Regions from separate parts of the Sus scrofa genome. Here region 1 is linked to region 2. A link is a contact called in public Hi-C data. All regions are on one chromosome and are shown on one strand. The core of a region is the stretch at or near the end of the contact, and the rest is flanking DNA. Distances in the headings are between cores, read along the strand shown.

Region 1 (4,635 bases), core at 1,331-3,830, 260 kb after region 2:
TCTCATAAAGTACCCTCTGTCCTTGCTGCATAGACATCTGGTCATCTGTTAGCTGATTCCAGCCTGAAGCCCAGAAAAGTACCTCCGAGGCTGGAGTCTGTGGCTCTCTAATCCCAGATAAAGGTGACTCCATCTAGTTTGGATTTGGGTCAGAAATGGAGGAAAAGAAATGAAGCTACAGAGAAAGACTGGACCAGCGTGTTCTTTAGGACACTTTCTTGAGTGGGCTGCAGACCAGGTGACAGTGACGAGGTTTAGGCAGGGCTCTGAGTGGGAGGCAGTGGGAGGTTGGCCCAGAGGACCACAGGGGAGGAGAGGGAGGAAAAATGTAGAGGCCTTGGGGCAGGTTGGGAAGTTAGATATGATTTAGGGGCAAGAGTGGGAGGAAGCAAAGATGAGTCTGTGATCTGGGGAGACCCATTACCAGGTGCAGTGCTGTGATGTCCGTAGTAATAATAATAATAGTAATAATAGTGATACTACCTGAGGGACAACAACCTGCGATTTGTTGAAGGTATGCATTTGCTATAATAGGAACTTTAAAGAAGAACTTCTCTTACAAGAAAAATGCTTTTGCACCCTTATTTTTGCAATAAACTAATGGAGTTGAAGACAGTGATGTCAACAGAGTGGAAAAGCTTAATTTAAAGTTTGAACGCAGCATTGTTTTCTTCATAGCCCAGTTCACATTCCTTGGTGAATGTGGATCCATTTACAGAAGATTTTTTGTTGGCACCAGCAAGATGACTTGGGCTTATATAGAAAGAAGAGATTGTTTTCATACAAAATAGCCTTTGGTTGCTAAGTACATAGTTTGTGGTCTCTGGGTTCCAGTTACAAACTGCAGTGGTGGGTCCCCAAAGTTCTGGGTGACTGCTTACCATCTGGGCCCTTTTCAGGCTCTGAGGCCAAGACGTGAGTCACAGACCTTCGTGCGCACTCGCATCTGTGTGCCACTGCTCCGTGCCTGCCTCTCTCTCAGCTGGTTGAGTTGTAGGTTTGCATTTAAAAATAGAAACTGAAACTCCTACTTGGAGTTTACGGAAATCCAAACAGCAAAACAGGTGTCCTGGGACCCGCCAGGTGATTCTGCTGTTAAAATGTAACTTTTAAGTTCCCAGGCTGTTTCTGAAAGCGCCCCCCCCCCCCACCACCACGTTCTTGGAAAGACGCCCCTTGTGGGCCTTCGCCCGACCAGCCCTCTCTCCTTCCTTTCGCAGAACGTGTACGTGAACATCAACCGCATCATGTCGGTGGCCAACCGCCTGGTGGAGTCGGGCCACTACGCCTCCCAGCAGATCAAGCAGATCGCCAACCAGCTGGAGCAGGAGTGGAAGGCGTTCGCCGCGGCCCTGGACGAGCGCAGCACCTTGCTGGACATGTCCTCTGTCTTCCACCAGAAGGCTGAGAAGGTCAGTGCCTGCTCCGGTCCCAACCCCGACCCCTCCTCCTCCAGCCCCTCCCAGCCTGGGGCAGGTCCCCACCCGCTGTGCAACCTCAGAACTTACCCCACCTCTCTGTTCCTTACTTTCCTCATTCGCGAAGTGGACATGAAGGGATCTACCCAAGGGGCTGTTTGATGGTGTGAAGGAGGTAATCATATTGGGTGCCTGGCACGGTGCCTTCTGTACAGTAGGTGCCATAAATGCCCTCTACTCCCACTCCTCTTCTCCCTCATGGTCATCACCTGAGAATTCCAGTCAGGATACTTTGGTGTGAGTAACGGAGTGCCAGACTCTGGGGGTTGGCTCTTCTCACAGAACAGAAAGTTGCGAAGTATAGGGGGTTCCAGCCGCATGGAGCTGTCGGGGCTGGGGGGCTCCTGGCCTGGCTTGGCCTTTCCCTGTGGTTGGGTCACAGGTGGATGCTGCAGCCCTAGCGCCAAGGCCCTCAGCCTCTTCTCCTGTCACTTTCTCAGGGCAACATGATTTGCAGAAGGTCCCTCCAGCCCAGCAGGCTTCCCCCCGGTCCCCTTTGCCAGGAGTGGGGTGCACAGGAGGGAAAGTGGGAAAGGGCAGGGCTAGGATTTCCGCCTCCCCAGCAGTGAGCAGGCTCTGCCAGCAAGGGCTGGGCTGGAAAAATGGTTTTTGGGTCAGTGGTCTGCAAGGTCTCTCACAGTTGTTAGATTACTGTACGCATTTGGACCTCACATTGGCTTCATCTGCTGATGGTCTGGTCATGATACCTTATCTCAGAGGTAACACTCCCCACACTCCAGACAGGTTAACCTGCCCGAATGAACGCAGCAAAGGAAAGTGAACTGCTTGTGTCTCAGAAGCTAGTGGTGGAGGCCAGGCAGTAAAACACCTTGTCAAGATGTGGAGGAAGAAGGCTCAGGAACGTTTAGCCACTAGGAAGGCATGTGGGAAGGAGACACATGGTTACCTTAAGTTACAGGAAAAACACTGGTAGAGCTTCCTCAGGGATAATTTTTTTGGGAAAAAAAACTTACATTCATAGGGATTTGCACTGATGCTTCTAAAACAGAAATAGTATCCTTTTAATCTAGAAACAGTCTCCGCTGAGGCAGCGAGGGAGGGCAGGATCTTAGCAAGGCAGCTGGAATGTTGCATGAGATGCTAATCAGTAGTGATCTCAGCTCCAGAAACCTTTAAAGTATGAAGCAAGAGAGGAAACAGAGTGGGATAGAAAGAGGAAAAAATCTTAATAGCCTCATGTGAAAGCTGTGAGTGGGGATTTAAGTTTTAGTGGTAAGATTTTTCTGCTTACTAATCTAATGAATTTAACTAGTTTTATGATAAAGGAGAAACAAGAGCCCCCCCACAAAACCAGTTTGTTTTAAAGTAGCAGGAGCCCTCTTCAGCACAGAGCACTGTCAACACTTCTCTGTGGCTGCCTCTGGTCCCTGTCATTGTCCAGGTGATGTTGCTCCCTGGATATTACCATGGGTGGGAGATGAGCCATGCGGCCCTGGCTGCTCAGGTGCGGTTTGGAGTGGTAGCATAGTATGGGTACAGCAGCCCCCAGGGCTTGGAGGTGTGTCACTTGGCAGGGGGCCCCCAGAGAGGTAAGTTAAGATGATGTGAATACATTTGCAATAGGGGAAAAAAATAAAGAGGAGTTTCCGTTGCAGCTCAGCAGATTAAGAACCTCACTAGTATCCATGAGGATGTGGGCTTGATCCCTGGCCTTGCTCAGTAGGTTAAGGATCCGGCCTTGCTGCATGCAGGGCTGCAGCATAGGTCGCAGTTGCGGCTCGGGTCCAGTGTTGCTGTGTGTGTGGCTTGCCTGGCAACTGCAGCTCCAATTCATCCCCTAGCCTAGGAACTTCCTTATTCCACAGGTGCAGCCCTAAAAAGGAATAAAAAAAAAAAAAAGTTTGCAATAGCGCTAGCTGCTGAGGGGAGTGATGGACAGTCTGAAACAAAGTAACACGTAGGGAAAATCTCTCATAATGGCAGGATTCAGAATTACAAATGAACCCAGAAGATTAATTGCTGCTCTGAACTGCCTGAAAATAATGTAGAAATGTGAGTGCCATGGGGTGTTTTCCACTAATGTTTTATTATCAAAAATTTTAAACAGCAGCAAAGTTGGAAGAGCCTGGTGGGTTTTATTTGGATAAAATGAATGGTGGTAATTTATGGATTTGAAGGAAACTCAGTTGGATGAATCTGTGAACAGAATTTCCTGGGATCCTGAGTGAGCTCTAACGGCGCATGTGGTCCCCGTACACATCAGGGGCCAGAGACGCCAGTATAGCCTTAGAGGCAGAGTGGCCTTCTGGGGAAGGCTCACATCTCAGAGGGACTCTGACTGAGGCAGTCCGCCTGTGCCAGGCAGCTGAAGCATGCAGAGGGGACAGCTTCGGAAAGCACTCTCTTCCCTCAGGTTCAAGTGTGTATCTCCCCCTCCACTGAGTTTCAGATGCAGCAAAGAAGATCACACCTAGTAAGTAGTTGACTTGTCCAGCAGAGGAATCTCCAAATAGGTCAACTCCGTCCCCTCCTCCCCTTTTTGGTGTAATACTATTTTATTAACACTTAAAACTTCACTGACAATGCTGGCCATGCCTTATGCTCAGATTCTTGAAATAAAGACATGTGGACAGAGCTTTAAGGGTGCAGTGTGAAACACAGCATAAAATACTAACAAAACTTAAGGAGTGGTATAATAACTATACCTCTGTACACAGGTATAGGGACAAGCCCTCCAAGGGGAAGAAAAGCTCAGGACTGAACAGAGGTCCTTGGTTAGTGACAGAATCTCCCCTTGACTTCAGACATAGGACAGACGAAGGAGTCTGTCAGTTTACAAAAACCCCTGACTTCAGGACCGGTAGTAACAGGATTGGAAAGAGCCAGTTGAAGGTTGTGGGGGCCAGTCTGAAACGAGCTAGGTTAGCTGGAGGCCGCTGCAGCTCACGTCCAGGATCTGTAGCGGTCTAGAGACAGTGGTTAGTGCAGTCCTCTGAAATTGCTGGTCTCCAAACAAGTTTCAAAGATGCTTTTCCCAAACAGAGGGTCCTCTCTTTTTTAAAAATTTAAACAACTTAAGCTGTTTTCATAAACTCAGTAGGGAAAGACTGGACCTTGGACATCATAGCACAGGTTTCCATCATACCACCTCCTTGAACCTCATCCAGAGTTCTCTTGAAGAGTCTGGTTAGGGGGA
Region 2 (4,703 bases), core at 1,229-3,728:
TGAGGCTGGGGATCAAACCTGCATGCTCATGGATGTTCCCACGGGAACTCCTCAAGGAATTTTTCTATGTCTCCCTTCCCCCCTTGTCCTGGTAAAATCTATCTTTGCCTCCTTCTCCCTCCATAGTTTCAGTTGCTGACACTTGGTAATACTTTTTTTTTTTACTCTGTCACCTAATCAATCTGAGGGCTGACAGGTAACTATCTTTACCCCACTAGGTACATGGCAGGTGCTCAACAAGCCCTCACTGAAGGAATGGATCACTCTGGGGAAGAATGAACACAGCCTTCTGACATTCATATCTCATTTTTCCCTTGCTCTAAACTAAGAGTATGACCTCACCTCCCCCGACGGGAAAAAAATGAACCACTACACACTTTGTTCTCCAAAGCAGAATTCCAGGTTGGAAAGGGGAATTCTTTTTTTTTTTTTTTTTGTCTTTTGTCTTTTTGTTGTTGTTGTTGTTGTTGCTATTTCTTTGGGCCGCTCCCACGGCATATGGAGGTTCCCAGGCTAGGGGGTCGAATTGGAGCTGTAGCCACCCGCCTACACCAGAGCCACAGCAACGCGGGATCCGAGCCGCGTCTGCAACCTACACCACAGCTCACGGCAACGCCGGATCCTTAACCCACTGAGCAAGGGCAGGGACCGAACCCGCAACCTCATGGTTCCTAGTCGGATTCGTTAACCACTGCACCACGCCGGGAACTCCGAAAGGGGAATTCTTGAACACGGGGACCCTTGTGGGGGTGGGAGCCGAGTCCTTGCTGGCACCATTTTCCTTCCGCCGTCCTCCTGGATACCATTCCCGAGCAGACCCTCTCCCCAGGTAACACCTTGGACCAGACCATCGAGAGAAGGGGAGCATCCTTTCTAACCCCACAGAGCCCTGTAACCTACAGGGAAGGGGCTGCCTTCCCAGCTCCACTTGAGGACAATATTGGAATCAGAGCACAGCCACCAAAACCACTTTCCCAAGGCAGAGCTTCTGGACCACCCCCAGCCTGGCATTATAGCGTCCTGACAGGCCACAGAGACAGCTGCCCAATGAACCCATCCCTTTGATGTGAGGGGCCACCTGTCAATGGCCAAACAAGATATCAGGCACTGGATGAAGGGCCATTCCAATGGTCCACACGGTGTCTGTGGTTGTCGTTGTTTGTTGTTGACATTGAATTGCATGATTCCATTTACACGAAAGATCCAGAATAGGTAAATCCACAGAGATGGAACAGAGTAGTGGTTACGAGAAGCTGGGGGTAGGAAATGGGGAATGACTACCCAGGGGGTGGGGGGCTTCATTTTCAGGTGATGAAAATGTTTCGGAACTAGATAGAGATGGTGGTTAGACTATCTTGTAAATGAACTGAATGCCATGGAATTGTATACTTTAACATGGTTAATCTATGCTATGTTGATTCCACCTCAATTTTTTTAAGTAAATACCAGAGCGAGAGTGAGAGACTTCTATCAGGTTTCTGGCTTCACCTAAGAAACCAGAATATCTGGCAGTGCTAGCCACATCCCCAAGTGGCACTGATCAGCTGGTGCCAAACAGCAGCTGCCACACTGAGGGAGGGGCGCTTGCCCTCCATGTTGTCCTTCACCCAGGTTTCATCTGAGTTTGTGACCCCAGCCACTACCCACAAGGGGGATACTTATTTTTTGCAGAGAGTTAGCAGAGTTCCCCCCGAGCTCCAACTTCGGATGAGCTAAGATCCTAGGTCAAGGGTGAGAACACAGCTGGGAGAAGACAATAGGGAAGGCCAGGAAGAAATAGATACCAGTGAGGACCTGTGTTCCTGGTCACTCTGCCTAGAGCAGCTTCTCCTCTACCCTCCCAGCCTCCGCATCCTCCCACCCAGCTTTCATTTCCTTCCTGGCTCTCACCATGTCCTGACTTACTTTGCATATTAGTTTCCTGGGGCTGTTGTAACAAATGAGCACAAATTGGGTGGCTCAAACAGCAAAGTTTGAGTTCTCACAATTCTGGAGGCCCAAAGCCCTGAATCAAGTTCCTCAATCAGGGCTGCACCATCCAAAATCCCTAGGGGAGGATCCTTCCTGCCTCTTCCAGCAGGGTGGGTCCAGGGTTCCTTCACTTGCAGCTGCATCACTTCCATCCCTCCCTCTGCCTTCACGTCACCTTCTTCCATCTGTTTCTATATATTCAATCTCCCCTCTCCTTTTCTTGTTAGAACATCAGTCATTGGAGTTAAGGCTCATCCTAAATCCATGATGATGTCATCCTCAGATCCTTAGCTTAATTACATCTGCAAAGACCCTTTTCCCAAATAAGATCTCATCCATAAGTACTAAGGATTAGATTTGGACCTAATTTTTTTTTTCAGGGAGGACCACAACTCAACCCATTTGACTGTGTACTTTTCTTTTTACAATGTGACTCATGTTGTGTCAGCATCAGAGGGTGGGGACGCTGCCCATGTGTTTCCAAGTTGGATCCCCAAGGCCTAGAATAATGCCTGGCGAAAGGTGACTCAGTAAATACTTAGAGAATGAAGGAATGAGGCAGCTTGTGTGTGGGATGCTGTTGGCTCAAGCCAAGTCAGCCACTCACCAGTTCAAAGGGAAGGTCCAAGAGCAATCTAGTAGATGAAAGTCAGCTGCAAATATCAGGTAGACCCAAGGATGAAGGTCACTGGCTATCCAGGAGCTATTAGGGGAAAATGCAGAGGGCTTCAGCCAGACTAGGAGGTTTGTCATTGAAACCCGTTATTGTTAGTTACCAGTTGTTGGATCTCATCCTCGCCTGTGTGGATGACCTGCACTGATGCAGATTCTTAGCACGCCAGCTCAGGGATTCAGAACCCTGGTGGCTGGACAAAGAAACTTTAGGAAGAGTGAAGATTACCTCCCACCCCCGGTGGGGTGCTGGCAGTAATTCCAGCCCAGGGATTTACTCACTGGGTGGAAGGACACTCAACCTGTGGGCACCAGCCACCTGTTTCAGAATCACCTGGAGGGTATAAGTCAAAACTTCACATTCTTGGGCCTCGCCCCAGACTTTTCCAACCAGAAAGAGGGCTAGCCCTCTTTCCAACCTAGCCCTCCTGAAAGAGGGCTAGGGTACTGTCGAGGAGCCAGTGGACCTCAGTCTCTTATACCGTAACCCCTGGGGTTTTTTTCCCCTCCTCCATTGTCGACATCCCACAGGATTGCTATGGCCACTGTCCTCACTTCAGGCAGTTGTGTCAGAGTTGGTTGGCCTGCCTCAATTTCTTGCCTCTCTATTTTCTCTTTTATACTGTCACCAGAGTTAAAAAAAAAAAAATAGAGATGGCACTATTTCTGCCCCCTAAACCTTTGAATGGTTTCTCCATCATTTAGCAAGTAGATACCGCTAGTTGCAAACCCAACAGCCATTTTTCCCTTATTTTTTTCTAATAGAACCCTGATTTCATCCAGGCATAGAAGGGAAATGTTCTCACAGAAGGTGGGCCCTACCCCACCACAAAGGACTAATTGTGATGGCTGTCTAAACAGTCTTCATATTGTCGTTTTGCCATTTGCCAGAGATTGGTTCAGAGAGAGGTAGGTCACCCAGTTCTGTCCAATGAGACATTACAGGAACATCCTGGGGGCTTCTTTGAAAGATCCTTGATCCTGATTTTTCAAAAGAGACAAAAAGGAAAAATTCCCCCATTTTCCCCTCCGTAGCAGCTGCCTATGGTTCCCTGCAGCAAGCACATCCCTTGGTCCACTGTGGTTTCATGTGATTTCAACTGTATCCATAGTGGATATTCTTAGTTACCAGTTGTTTATCTCATCCTCTCACCATTGGTGAGGGAGGAATTCCTACCCTAGAGTTCTGGGGGTGGCTGAGCGCCCAACACTGGACAAGATGAGGTCAAGGCCATTTATAGTCACGTATGCTCATGCCTGGGAAGGGGACACAGCATACGATGCAGGACACAGGGCTTCACTAGGGATCAGAGCCATCAAGCAGGGCTGTGGGAAGCAGGATTTGTAGTATCAAAAGTTTGGGGTGCCCCATGGTTCTCCCGGGAGAATAGGATAGTCTTGTTCAAATAACTCCGTGGTCTGGCAGGAAACTGAGTCTTACTCAGGGATAAACAGCAGCAGGACCTATTCCCAGGATGAGGAGAGTTGTTTGGCTAGTGGACCTTATCTGTGGGAGCAGGGTGGGGAGGAGAACCAGCCCTCCCAGCTTCAGATATCAAAGCAGCACATACTACTGAATATTAATTTCAAGCCTGGCACCACAACGATGGGCATTCTTAAGTGCTCCTACTCACCCTGAGCTGACAGCATCCCACCTCAGGCACACACACTATGCTTCTTTACATCTTGGCCTTTGAGTCTTCTCCTATGCCACGCCTGCCACCTCACACACCGGCATTCTTTGCCCTTCCAGCTATGGGAACAGTGGATGAAGACTCCAGAAGCCTCAGTCTTCCAAGAGGGCAATCCTGGCTATATTCTGGGCACTTTCCAGTACATCCCAGCAAAACTTAGCCCCTGGCACCCACAGCAGAAGCTCAATGACACATCCTTGTATTGGTTTTTCCTCCTTCTCTGCCTCATGTCCCCAGTTCCTCCCTCCCAGTTTCTGGACCAAATAAATGATAAATGATACATTTATCATTTGTAAATGTATCATTTATAAAGTGTATCATTTATAAATGATATCAGGCTCTACTTTGGAGGGAATCTAGAATAAC

The links. Hi-C and Micro-C count contacts between places; a contact is called where the count stands out from the background.
Region 1: a Hi-C map of embryonic fibroblasts shows a contact between it and region 2, with 1.9 times the contacts expected there. The contact joins two enhancer-like sites. A contact is called at or near these places in 3 of 47 Hi-C or Micro-C datasets (embryonic fibroblasts and fibroblasts) and 1 of 2 datasets of contacts at active chromatin or transcription factors (alveolar macrophages).

What each region holds. Positions count from the first base shown.
Region 1 is chr16:3,717,256-3,721,890 of Sscrofa11.1, forward strand. It overlaps TRIO (triple functional domain protein), which reads left to right. Exons shown (of 56, transcript XM_021077142.1): 6 at 1,221-1,412. Among named protein-coding and RNA genes, the nearest start is that of TRIO, 29 kb to the left of the region's middle. Within about 2 kb of position 2,581, at least 12 of the 83 cell types and tissues checked have an H3K27ac peak or open chromatin away from gene starts, as enhancers often do. A contact at or near this core is called in embryonic fibroblasts, where this site is marked.
Region 2 is chr16:3,456,148-3,460,850 of Sscrofa11.1, forward strand. No RefSeq gene overlaps it. Among named protein-coding and RNA genes, the nearest start is that of DNAH5, 92 kb to the left of the region's middle. Within about 2 kb of position 2,479, at least 10 of the 83 cell types and tissues checked have an H3K27ac peak or open chromatin away from gene starts, as enhancers often do. A contact at or near this core is called in embryonic fibroblasts, where this site is marked.